3 separate regions of the Mus musculus genome follow, and regions 2 and 3 are each linked to region 1. The links are chromatin contacts, called in public promoter capture Hi-C maps. All regions are on one chromosome and are shown on one strand. Each heading gives the region's core, a stretch centred on a gene start, on an enhancer-like site or on the middle of the called end of the contact. The rest is flanking DNA. Distances are from core to core; before and after follow the strand shown.

Region 1 (4,317 bases), core at 1,097-3,596:
TTCATTCCTATCATGGCTTTTAAACCTCAAAACCCACGCTCAGTGATGTAAATCCTTCAGCAAGACCACACCTCCTAAACCTATGCAAACAGCACCACCTCTGTTATCAAATATTATTGAACATCTGAGCCTATGGGGGCCGGTGTCGTTCAATCCACCACAGTGGTACAGCTTTGAGTCATTTCTGTTGCTGTAACCTCAGCCATATTCCTAGTAACCCTACCAAGTTAGACCTCAGTAGTGCTCTTACTTTGGCTATCACTGCTTCCCTACTTGGGGTGAGTAGATGTTTGTTTACTTGATACTTTCAGAAATAGTGTCACAAGACACTATTACACACACACACACACACACACACACACACACACACACACACACACAGTGGTATTGCCCCAGTCGTCTCTAAGCAAGTTCAGAAGACACAAATGAGCCACATGCACAAATGACTGCCACCAAGTGCACAGAGCCTGGCTCACTGACACCTCAATATGGTCCTGACAATATGGTCAATATGGTCCATTGAGGGAGAACTCCCCAAGGGCACAGCTTTGGCAGAGCACCATGTCATCTTCCTACAGGGAGAGAAATACAAGAGAAAGGAAGCAAGGCTATGGGCATGGAAAGAGGAAGAAATCCCAGAGGCCTTCCTGTCCCTGGCCTTGCTGCCCCATTCTGAGCAGACAAGAGTAACGGGCCACTTCACACCCCTGAGCATTGAGGTGGGTTTAGGCACAGATGTTCTACACGAATGTCTGCTAGACAAGTCTTCTGCATCCAAAGGAATCCATAGGAGGTCTGGGGCTGTGGCAGCCATTCTGTAACCATGAGGCAGGCTGAAAGGTCACACAGTTAATAGTGCTACTCATAAGCCTTTCAGATGAACACACTCTGGGACTTTTATGATGGATGAGACAGTAATGTCCATCACTTGAAGCCCATAGAGTCCTCACTGGTACTAGAGTGTAGTCAGCAGAAGAACTTATAAGAGGACTTGGTAAAGTGGGAGATGGGTGACTGGGTATGCTGCCTACTCTGGCTGCTAATATTCCTGGGACATCAACCCCATGTCCAGTTGTGCTCTGGATATCTCACACCCAGTAACTGCTTAAACCCTAAGAACAAATCATTTTTTCCTTTGAGACAGGGTCTTGCCCTGTAGCTCTGACTAGCCAGGAACTCACAAAGATCTGTCTGCTTCTGCCTCTCAAATGCTAGGATTAAAGGTATCATCATGCCTTAAAAAAAAAAAAAAAAAATACAGATCTCACCAGACTGGCCTTTCCCTCACAGTAATCCTCCTGTCTCGGCCTCTGGAGCCCCTGGAATCCTGCGACTATAGATTTGGCTCACCATTCTCAACGCTTGTCCCCTTAGGAAGAACCCTTGATAGTTGATCAGTATTATGACATTAAACAAGCCACAATGCTTAGTAACAGTGAGGCAGTCCGCTGCTCTGTCCTGAAAGACACACGCCATATTTTCAGAGATCACAAAACAAAGTGTCTTAAGCAAAGGCCTAGAGGTTCAAAGCTTCATAATTGAGAATGACGAAAATCGGGCCAAGTATTTGTTCTCAGTTGGAAAGAACAGTGGGCAGAAGTTATATTGTAGACAAAGCGGAACTGGCCTGGGCAAAGGGTAGGGCAGGGGCACATGAAACAGCTCTTAGAAAATGTGGTGTGAGGGAGATGTTGATGTACACAGGAGCCGGGCAAGGGCGTCAGGGACCTTCTAAGACAGGAGATAACAAGAAAAATATCTTCTAGTCTCTAGAAAGAAGGCACAGAATTGGCAGCTCGCGCCTTTGCTCCCAGCACTCAGGAGACAAGAAGCAGGCGAATCTTTATGAGTTGGATGTCAGTCTCAGCTTCCCATCCTGTAGGTATTCTTCTATAGGAGATTCAGACCAGGGCTTCAAAGTGAGCAAGAGCTGTCAAGTAGGGTCATCCTGCTGACAGGGTGCTGAGCTCACTGGAAATCTTCATTCCAGGAATCTCCAGTTTCATGGAGGGAATGAGGGAAGCCAGGGGCAGAGAGGTGGCGGGGACCCTGTGAGTTAGAGGCTTCCAAGGTCCTGGCATTCCTCCTGGCAGGCGACCTTAAGCCTGCCTTAAAAGATATAAAGGATGGGCTCCTGATCCCTTCCTTTCCCTCCAGCTCTAGACGTGGCAGAGTGCAGGACTCCCTGCTCCCAGCGCAGTCCCCGGTACCCAGACGAAGGGGCTTGCCCTCCTCCATGGCCGGGGATTAGCTCTCTGAGGACTGGCGACGGGATTAGCACGCGCGAACGCGGCGCCCGGTCTGGGGATTACCGCACCTCCCACCTCCCTATGTATATATTCCGCCTCTTGCGCCGCCCGCCCGCGGGCATGGCGACTGCAGGCAGCGCGGCCAGCCGCAGGGACCCCGGGCGACCCTGCCCTTTCTCCATCGAGCACATCCTCTCCAGCCTGCCGGAGCGCAGGCCCGCGACGCGGCCACCGCAGCCCGTCGGTGGTCGGAACCCCGCCGAGCTAGACGAACCCGAGGCGCCCGTCCCCGCTGCTCCTTGCGCCTGCTGCTGCTGCTGCAACCCGCGCGCTGCGACCCGCGGAACCCCGGAGACATCGTCCGGGCCGGGTGAGTGCGCGCGGAGGGGCAAGACTAGGCGGGGATCTCGCGGGGCGGCCTGCGGGGCGAGCCTGGCTCCCCCTAACCCTAATTGGAACCGTAACCCTACACCTGACCCCACCCCGCCCCTTACCGCCCCGCAGGCTTGCGGCTGGCGTGGCCGCTGAGGTTGGCGCCCGCCACGCCCTCTCCCTTGACGGCGCCTAGAGCAGGCTCCCCGGCGCTGACTGGCACGAGCGGCCCCGGCCCGCAGAGGCGCACGCGGCGCCACCGTACCATCTTCAGCGAGGAGCAGCTGCAGGCGCTCGAGGCACTCTTCGTACAGAACCAGTATCCCGACGTAGGCACACGCGAACGCTTGGCGGTCCGCATCCGCCTGCGAGAGGAGCGCGTGGAGGTGGGTGTTCAGCCCGCAGCCTGGAGGCCAACTCCGGCGCCACTCTTATTTTTCAAAGACCGACCTTCCAGAAGGGGCTTCAACTCGTAGCCGGCTACACTGAAGGGAGACCCCCTATGATCACTCGATGAGGGCGCGGGGCCGGTTCTTCCAGCACGTTATTTGGGTGTCCCTGGAACTGGAAGAGGTCAAGAGTCGTTTTCTTTGACTTTGTCCGGCTCCCCAGTTTCCCCTGATGATGAAATGCACGTTTGTTCCTGCCCCAGATGTGAGAAAGTTAAGAAATGTTCAAATCTAGTCAGGCATAGTGGCATGTATCTGTAATCCCAACCCCTGGGGGATGGAGGCTGGATCATGAGTTCATCAAAGTCAGTCTCCTCACACAGTAAGAAGCCGCCTAGCCACCTAGGTTACAAGGAGGAGAGGTGGGGTGGGAAGAAGGGGAGAGAGGAGAGAGAGAGAGAGAGAGAGAGAGAGAGAGAGAGAGCGCGCCTGAGCCTGGGCTCAGGCTGGGAAAGTGTGTGAGGGAAGGAGGTTGCAGATCCATTCACCTACACCTCCATTGAAGCCTACCACCTAGCCCTTCCAAAGTTCTTTGGATGATGGATCCTTGGGGCCTGAGCTGTCCTGGTCTCCCTCCTCCTCAGGTCTGGTTCAAGAACCGCCGGGCAAAGTGGCGACACCAAAAGCGTGCTTCCTCATCGAGGCTCCTGCCTGGGACTAAGAAAACTCCCAAGGAGAGTTGTTGATGCTGTCCGGAGTTTATCTGGCTTTATGAAGTAGAGCACAAGGAAGGAGGAGGGGGACAGACCTACCTGAACAGGAACTAACGCTGCCAGCACTGGCAGCCAGGGGATCCAAAGCCGCCTTCTCACCCATGAAGGGAGGGCATGTGGGGCAGGAACCAGAGACCTCCTGCAGGTCAAGTGCAGACACAGAGCAGGTCAACTTCCTCAGCCACCCTCAGCACCTAGAGAAGCCCTAGCTCCATGCAGGACGAAGAGCCTAACTCCCCACCTCATGCCTGTCACCAAGACTGGCCTCTTCTCTGTCCTTCCACCTTCTTATGCAAGGCAGTGGTGTCTGCTCAGCCCTGGGCGTACTCTGTCCTCACAGGCCCTGCACTTTAGGGCCCTGGTGTCATGACCTGTGGAAGAAGAAGGTTGTAGTTGGTAGTTTCCAGATTCCTGCATCTGCTCCTTCACCTCAGCCTTGAGCTGATGCCAAGAAATAAACGAGATCTTCAAAGACCACAGAACAGTCCAGGATTTCAAGTCCCTGTGTCTCAGGCTTTGTTTCCACACCAACTG
Region 2 (4,466 bases), core at 114-2,613, 680 kb after region 1:
AATGTGGCATCCCTCTAGGGTTTGCCTCCATCCCACCAACCTTTGTCCTAGATTGGAAATCCCAAGTTCAGCCTAGAAGATGAGCCCCTCCACGACCTGCCGAATCTCCTGGTCCTAGGTGCAAAAGCCACAGCTAGCAAACCCCAGTAACAGTCCAGTCACAGGATTCCTATAGGCAAGGATCCGCCCCTCCCCCATCGCCACATATGTCAGTGGGGGTGGCCTCTCAGTGTTACACCCCTCCTGCTGATTGAAAGTGAGGAACCTGGAACACAGCTTTCCAAATGCGCCTGACAATTATAACTAGAAAAGATACTGTGAAGAGGGGGATAGAACACATAAGTAAATAACTTCTGAATCTCTCCGGCCAGCCAAGATCAGCACGGGACTCTCGTCGCAAGGTAGTCCAAAACTGTTCAGGGCGCGGCCGCTGAGAGTATTATCTGGCCTCAATCACTCCAAGTACCTAAGTCACTGCCCCCCAGGGAGAGGTATTTTCCCCCAGCACTTACACCCAGGCTTGTGTGCATATGAACCATTCTGGAAGATAAACAGAGAATGACAAGCTAGGGCCCCTCAGCTCACTCCCTGAGCCAGCCAGTCCCTTCCTCTTGCCACCCGACCCCCTCCCCCCAAGCCCATCTCTCTTCCTGCCAGGCGGCTGCCTCCAGCAAAGGTCTGGGGGCAGGGCAGAAAGCCCACCCAGCCACGGAGCCGGGCCCTCTAAGCCCTACCCTGTCCCTGACACGGCCAGTCCCCCAGCCAGGAAGGGTACTCGAGGAAAAGGACTGCAGACCATACACACAAGCGCAGTTCTGGAAACCGTAAAGCGTTCCAGTGAGGGGCAGCCGCAGGCGTACAGCCGTTTGCATAATGGGAGAACGCCCGCCTGTCAGGCAGCATAGCTCGCCCGACGCCGTTCGGATTAGATTGCTAATGAAAAGGCACAAAGAGCCGGCGCCCGCTACCCCGTCGACCCCCGCTCCACAGACTCGCGTCCCCGGACTGGCGCGGCCCTGGGGGCTTTGTGCCCGGAGTCCCCGTGCCGGCCGCAACCCGCCGGGCACCTGAACCACAAAGCCCCCGCCCGTCCAGGGTCCCGCGTGCGCCTCGGTTCGAGACTAGGGGCCGTGCGCGCGCTCCGTCCCACGCGCGCCCACGCCCCCCTCTCCGGGGGCGCGCCCGGCCCGCGTCGCCCTCCCTCGAGGACACCGCTTACCTCAGGTGCCTGCCAGAGGCCCCTCGTCTTGGGCGCCCGACCTGAGCTGCACGCGCCCGCCCTGTCCGCCCTCCGCCGGCCCCCGCTCGGCTCTCCGCCCAGCGCGCCCAGAGCGCTGCTCACAGCCGCCCGCTCCGCGCCATCTTGGAAGCTTGTGACGTCAGCTCCACCCGCTCACCCCTGACCCACATCTGAATGGGCGAGCGACAGGGCGGACCTGGAGGCGGACCCTTGTGGGGGCGGAACCCTGAGGCTGGGCGGGGCCGCCGAGGGGTCTGAGTCCAGGGATGGGCCAGTGGCTGCGGCAGAGTGTAATGGGGGAGGGGCGCACGGGAGGTCGCCTACAGGGTCCCGATGCAGGCGCCAGAACGGGATGGCAACCTCACCTCAAAATACTTGACGGGCAACACCCAGCGAAACAAGAATCCTGCTCTTTACCACGGGTCTATGCCCAGCCCTCAAACGGAAGACTGACCCGTTTTGAGCCTGACCCGGACCCTTCAGAACCCCCAACACTATCACCACCAACCCGGTTCAGGTGGCCTGCGCCTCTCCTCTTCCGCCCGTTTGAGCCCCTTGATCTACGCAGAGTATCTCAGTCTATAAAGTTTAGCACCCAAAGGCTGCTTGCTCCGCTGTCTGGGCTGCAGGAAGGCCTGCGTGGTTCTGATTTTAAAGGAGAAAAGAGGCCTGGGAGTCTTAACCCTAAACTTCTCCTAGGATCCTTACATCCACTCTCGCGAAGGTCGACCCGGATTGCGCAGAGGGCGGAGAGGTCCGTGTACACTCTGCTTACTTATCCAGAGTTCCGGTGACCGCCGCAGGTCACAGGAGTTTAGGCAGCCCAGTAAAGACCCAAGACTTGTGGCCATCCAAATGTATTGGGGTTCACACGGAGTTATTCTCTAGAGAGTTATTAGATGACCATCTCTCTACTTTGAACACTAAACACTAAAGCCCACCACTGTTAAAGGTCAGAAAAGTCCTAGCCAGAACCTACAGCTGTTCTATAGGGAGGTTGTGACCCAGAGTCAACATTGAAACCCAATTCAATAACCCTTCACAGAGGCAAGCATGCTTTCCGAATGTACAAGCTTAAAATAACAGATTAAAAAAAATTAAAATTCTTAGTTTACCCAATAGCTACATAGCTAATACATGATTGTTTTTACAACTATCATCTTTGAAACACCAAACAACAGAAATAGGAGTACATTTGTCCTAACAGATATTAAAGCAAATTATAAAGCTACTGCTGTCAATTATACTAGCCAAGACATAGAATACTATGCCTAAACATCCTAGAAATGGCGAAAACTCAATAGATTGAAAATGGGTGGCATGGGGCATGTCTTTAGTCCCAGAACTCTGAAGGCTGAAAGAGGCAGATCTCTGTGAATTAGAGCCAGTCTGACTACATAGTGACTTCCAGTTGAGCCAGGGCTACACAGTGAGCCTGCCTCAGAAAGGAAAAACAAAAAAGAACTATCAAGCACGTGTTAAAGGAATTGTCAATCATGAAGAACAGCTTAGAGGTGGGCTGTTTTGAAGACTTACTGAGCCAAGTGTGGTGGTCCTGCCACTCCCTAGGTGATGGTTACAGGAAGGAACATTTTTTTCAGTGGTTATAGTCACTGGTAAACTGACTCCTATAAATAATACACTGGTATTGCCCTGACTCCTATAAATAATCACCCACTTATTCCCCTGTAAGCAGTTCTAATTAAATTCACTAAATCACATAAAAAAGAAAGAGTATGGGGCTGGGGAGATGGCTTAGTGGGTAAGAGTACCCGACTGCTCTTCTGAAGGTCCAGAGTTCAAATCCCAGCAACCACATGGTGGCTCACAACCATCCTTAATGCAATCTGATGCCCTCTTCTGGAGTATCTGAGGACAGCTACAGTGTACTTACATATAATAAATAAATAAATCTAAAAAAAAAAAAAAAAAAAAAAAAAAGAAAGAGTAGAACTGAGACAAGCTGGGGAAAAGAATGGGGTCAGAGGCAGTGGGAAAGAAACAAAAGAGGGTAATGGGCTGATTGTGGTCCAAATATGCTATGTGACTATGTCATGAGACCCATTACTACATGTAATTAATATAGGCTAATAAAAAAATCCAGAGTGAGCCAGGCATGGTGGCGCATGCCTTTAATCCCAGCACTCAAGAGGCAGAGGCAGGTGGATTTCTGAGTTCGAGGCCAGCCTGGTCTATCTACAAAGTAAGTTCCAGGACAGCCAGGGCTATACAGAGAAAGCTTGTCTGGAACACAAAAAACAAAAAACAACAACAACAACAACAAAAAACAGAGTGAAAGGCAGAGCTACAATTGTAAGATTCAGCTGTGCCACCCCTGGGGTAGTTAGGTTAGCTGGTACCTGAGGTACCACTAAGTCAGCACAACCATGTTTATCTTATACTTTTTTACCTTTTTATAACTTTTTTTCATACAATATATGATCATTCTTTCCCCTTCCCCCAGCTCCTACCTACTCAAATCTATACCATTCCACACACACACACTTAAAAAAAAAAAAAAGTCTCACACTGCAACTTTGTCCAGGAACTCTATATATAGACCAAACTGACTTCAAACTCAGAGATCATGCTGGGCGTGGTGGCGCACGCCTTTAATCCCAGCACTCCGGAGGCAGAGGCAGGTGGATTTCTGAGTTCAAGGCCAGCCTGGTCTACGAAGTGAGTTCCAGGACAGCCAGGGCTACACAGAGAAACCCTGTCTCGAAAAACAAAAACAAAAAAAAAAAAAAAAACAAAAAAACTCAGAGATCTTCCTGCTTCTGCCTCCTGAATGCTGGGATTAAAGGTGTGCACCAACAACGTCTCCTGGGCCCTCTTCTCTCTCTTTAAAAAATAAACAAAACCAAAAACCTAATACCACATCCACACAAAAACTTCACAAAATCAGAAACCAAAACAAGCAAAAGACTAAGCCAACATAGTGGCACATGCCATTAGTTCCAGCTCTTGGAAAGCAAAGGCAGGTGGATTGCTGTGAGTTTGAGGCCAGCCTGGTCTACATAAAGAGTTCCAGGACAGCAAGAGCTACATAGTAAAACACTGTCTCAAAAAAAAAAAAAAAAGTGCTTAGACAAAGCAATCTGAAGAAAAAACATGCTAAAACACCATTCAGTTTATATTGTGTTGGTCATCGACTCCTGGGCATGTGGACTGCCCTGAAGTGTGACAAATATTAATCAGTGAGACTCCGTTAGAGAAGACTGAT
Region 3 (4,325 bases), core at 587-3,086, 690 kb before region 1:
GAGCCCTGTTGGCTTACCCACAACATTTGCCTGGCTTCAGTGGAGGCCAATGGGGCGGAGCCAATGGGGCGGAGCCAGAGGGAATCTTACTCTCAAAATCCCTCCTGCCTGCTGCCAGCCCCCAGGGAAGTCCCGCCATTCGGGAACCTGATATTTTAAGACTTAAAGCAAATGTTTCTGGGGCCCCCGGAGCTGCACCAAGGCGCCCATTCAGCCTCATGGGGGCAGGGCCAGCACAGAAGAGCAGACCCCCACCTGCTGCTCTGTTCCCTGGGTGGTAGTTTCTGACAGCAGGGAGTTACGGACACTCCCTGCAAGACACTCCTTGAGCACAGGGGAAGGAGACCTGTGGGGCTTGCAACCTGACGGTCCCTCTCCCAGGTCTCCACGCTCAGGTAAGACCATCAGAAGTCTTGAATCCATTCCAGACCAGGACCAAATAAACAAGCAGCTGCCCTACCTAGGCACCATCTGGGTGAGCACGTCCATGTCCAGGGTCTGGTTTTGAGCCGAGGAACTTAAGCCGAGCCTTTCCATCCAGTAAAGAAAGAGATCTGAGATCCACTGGTGATGTCTATTGGGGTTACAGACATGAAAGTGGTGATCTGTGTGCTGCTTCCTGATCCATAGTGACAGAAACACGGGGCAGGATTCTTCCTGTCATGGCCTGGGTAAGAGAGGGCCATGAAGCTTTGTCTTGGCTCCAAACTTCTGTCCCCTCCCTCCCCTGACCCCAGTTCACCTTCCCTCCAGTCAGCCTTGAAAGGTTAGAACATAACATACTGGAGGAGGGCAGTGCATGGCAAGGCAGCTGGAGTTGTGCTGGGGCAGTCAAAACCTAAGAGTCTAACTTTGTTTGTTTGTTTGTTTGTTTGTTTGTTTGTTTGTTTGTTTGTTTGAGAAAGGGTCTCACTATGTAGGCCAGGCTGACCTGGAACTCACAGATCTCCTCCTGCTTCTGCCTCTGGAACTCTGGGATTAAAAAGCGTGCGCCACCATGGCCAGAAAGGACCTAATCTTAAAGTATGTTCCAGGACTGGTCCAGCCATGAATGCAAGGGCACACCAAGAGAGGAAGGCTACTCTGGGGGTTCTTTTAGGGTGGACTGTACTAGCAGGTTCAGCTATCCCAGACCACAGTCCTCAGATCTAGTTTTCTTTTCTTTTCTTTTTTTTTTTTTTTTAGACAGGGTTTCTCTGTGTAGCCCTGGCTGTCCTGGAACTCGGCTGTCCTGGAATTCACTTTGTAGACCAGGCTGGCCTTGAACTCAGAAATCCACCTGACTCTGCCTCCCGAGTGCTGGGATTAAAGACGTATGCCACCACGCCCGGCAGATCTGGTTTTCTTGATCGGCAGAGCTTGCTCACAATCTTACCCTTAAGTCATGAGCCTGTCACAGCTCTTCTTGGGCAATTTTCACTATCTTATAGATGGAGAAACTAAGGCCCAGAAAGAAAGGGCAGTCTTTCTGGGACCACAAGCCAATCTAGCTGTATTCTCACCTTAACTCTCTGCTCTGACCCATTACCTGCAGACAGGACAGGGCTCTGGATGGCTGAGGTAGAGCAGAGCACACCCTGGAGAGAATCCTAGCATTGGTACCTGCCTGTGGGGCTCCTGGTCAGTCTGAAAACTTCCTCACAAGCCTGGCAGAAATCACCACTGACCTGGGGCTATCACTTGCCAGCTCTACTGCCCTCCTTTTACCATTTTCACAACCTGCCAAGCTTGACCATGGCTACACTGTCATCCTATGTCAAGGGGATTCCCTCACCTCTGTGTTCCTTAGACAGGACAGGCCTGCCACCATCATTGCCTTGCTGTGAGGTTGCATACTGTGCAGGGCCTCTGGGCCTCGGGGTTCCCAGTTCTGAAATTGGTGGAAGGGTCACTGGCAGGAAGGTGGGAGCAGCACTCACATCAGCCTCTGCTGCCCTGTTCCCTTCCCTGGGGACAGATGCTGTTCATAGTCTCTGGTCCAGCCAATTACACAGGGCCTTGAATTTTTCACAGGCCAGAACTTCGTGGTGGTGTCTGCAGTCATACCTCTGACAATCTGGAGCCAGGAAAATGCCCACAGGAGCTTACTCCTCCAGAGCCCCAGGTGTCTCATAGCCAGAGTGTCTCCAGCAGCCAGAGCTGCCCCTGACACCTCCTTCCTCCACATCTTTCATTCTTTGGGCCTTGGTTTCTCCACATATATTTAGTAAAGGGCAGGATGCTGTTGGAAGTAAGAGAGGTACTTAGGAAGTTGTAGTTGGGGTGGGAAGAAAACACAGAGTATAGGACTTGGGGGTCCAGGAGGAGAAAGTGGGACCCTCTTGGTCCCCTTCAGAGGAACACAGAGGCCAAGAACTCCACAGACACCAAGCAGAGGAGACTGAATTAATTAGGACTCCTAAGGTCAGAGGGTTCCCAGACCCGGGGCCCTTCCAGAGACCCTGCATCCAGGGCACCACTGGGAAACAGATAGCTCAGAGTGGTAGGTGAGGGTAGCAGGCAAGCGCAGCACCTGGCCCCGCCCTTCCCCATCCACACCCTGTCAGAGCCCCTTCCCTTGTGTCTAGGCCCCTGGCCCCACTTGTACACCCAGACTCCAAACTGGAAAGACGGGCCGAAGAACAAACAAGCTCATACCACAGCCCCTACCCAGGCCTGTATGGGCAGGGCCAGGAGCTGGGGTTCCTCCTTTTGGGGTCCCAGGAGCCTAGTGAGAGGGACTGACTACCTGTCAGTCCCTGTCTAGCTGTGCCAAGCCCCCTGCTCACTCTTCTTCAGGATAGCTCCCTGGAAAGCAGGCACGGCTGGGCTATCGCTCCCCAGTTCATCTCTTAGGAGGGATCTGCTCATCACAGGGCTGTTCAAGAGATGTCAGAAGGTTGCTGAAGCTAGACAAACAGGACCAACTCTTCAAGATTCTTCTCAGACCACAGTCCCTGTGGCTCCTTCCTAAGGCTCAATTTTGGCATTCAGTCACGTGGTGAGTATAGGGCTAGGTACATTATAGAGACTGGACAAACACCCGTTACTAAATAAAGAAACCCTTCAGAGCAGTCTAGGGCACACTGAGTGACTCTTGCCTCAGCCTGCTCTTGCCATCTGCATCTGCTCCTGAAGAGGCAGTTGAGACCTCTAGACCCTGCTGTGCTTCAGGCTGCCTCCGTCTCTGCCCCTGTGGCTGTCATCACTGAGCCAGGGTCTTGGCACACTTAGAAATCAGGAAGGTTCTGTTTTTTTTTCCAGATCCGAGGGGTGATTTTCAGTGTATTTGATGGTCTGAGCTACAGACAAGAGGAGAGAAGGCCCGTGCTGGGGAGACGTGGAGCTGAAGACATGGATGGGCATGTGCTGGACTTGGGAGGCAAGCCCTGACAAGACCCAGAGTCCAGGATGCTGTCTGAGAGTGGACATGGGTGGGCCGAGCTGCATGCACTGCTTTAGAGCCCTGCTCCTACTCCAGTGACCCAGAGCTCAGAAGACCTTACCTCCAGGCTGGAGGCTGTAACACAAGTCCACTTACACTGGCCAAGCAGTGGAGGTGGCCAAGGGACTCAAGGTGTCTAGGAGATCCAGGGGCTGTGGGGGGTTGCCATGGAAGAGAATAAGGATAAAATCACTGGGTAGCAGGGGTCTTGAGGGTACAGGGGTCAGAAAGCTCCAGAGTCAAGGACAGAGGAACAATGGGAAGTACCAGAGATAGGACTTCAAATATGCTCAGTGGTGGCACTTGACTGGTTGGCCAGGTCTGTCCCCATGAGACCAGAATGTGGCCAGCCACAGTGGCCAGGTCAGGCCAGATTGGTGTGCTGGGTGTCCATCCTTCCTGAGAACCTGTCAGCAGCCTAGACATGGGGCATGGGTGAGCAGGCGAGACGGGCACCAGGCAGTCCTGTGAGGACACAAGGCTCCACCCTCAGTCTTGCCACCGGACACTCACATGACCTGTGACTGGCTGCCTGCCCGCCCACCCACCCTGCTGCCAATCACAATGACTATCCTCCCACCACACCTGCTCATGGCTGACAGAGGTCTCTATTCCCGGCCAGCCGCCTGCTCGGGTTATATTTAGGCCACAGGGGTGGTGCTGAGCTCCTGACCCCCTCTTGGGGCCCAGAGCAGGGGCAGCTGGACTGGGCTGCCTGCCCAAGCCTGGCCTTGTGGCTCAGGAAGAGGGCTGAGGCCTGGTTACTGCCTGCACGGCTGGTCCCCAGTGCCTCATACTCTGTTCCTTAGCTGGTGGACAGAGAGAGGCCTGGGCTCTGGCTGTAGGACATGTGAGAAAGTTCGGCTGGAGCAGGGACTAAGCTCTAATTCACTCATGGAGC

The links. Promoter capture Hi-C pulls out the DNA fragments that hold promoters and counts their contacts.
Region 2: a promoter capture Hi-C map of liver shows a contact between it and region 1, with 2.2 times the contacts expected there. The contact joins the promoter of Hic2 here to the promoter of Gsc2 in region 1. A contact is called at or near these places in 1 of 39 promoter capture datasets (liver) and 1 of 115 datasets of contacts at active chromatin or transcription factors (bone marrow-derived macrophages).
Region 3: a contact with region 1 is called in a promoter capture Hi-C map of liver, with 3 times the contacts expected there. The contact joins the promoter of 4930588K23Rik here to the promoter of Gsc2 in region 1. A contact is called at or near these places in 4 of 39 promoter capture datasets (the SN4741 cell line, hippocampal neurons and liver) and 3 of 484 Hi-C or Micro-C datasets (all in embryonic stem cells).

The regions. Positions count from the first base shown.
Region 1 is chr16:17,913,056-17,917,372 of GRCm38.p6, reverse strand. Gsc2 (goosecoid homebox 2) reads left to right here and starts at 2,346. Exons shown (of 3, transcript NM_029469.2): 1 at 2,346-2,619; 2 at 2,754-3,007; 3 at 3,655-4,259. The coding sequence starts at 2,370. The coding sequence ends at 3,756.
Region 2 is chr16:17,230,484-17,234,949 of GRCm38.p6, reverse strand. It overlaps Hic2 (hypermethylated in cancer 2), which reads right to left and starts at 1,363. Exons shown (of 3, transcript NM_178922.3): 1 at 1,220-1,363.
Region 3 is chr16:18,604,173-18,608,497 of GRCm38.p6, reverse strand. 4930588K23Rik (a long non-coding RNA gene) reads right to left here and starts at 1,836. Exons shown (of 2, transcript XR_384719.3): 1 at 1,775-1,836; 2 at 1-667. RefSeq lists enhancers at 3,869-4,075, 1,875-4,325, 3,869-4,325.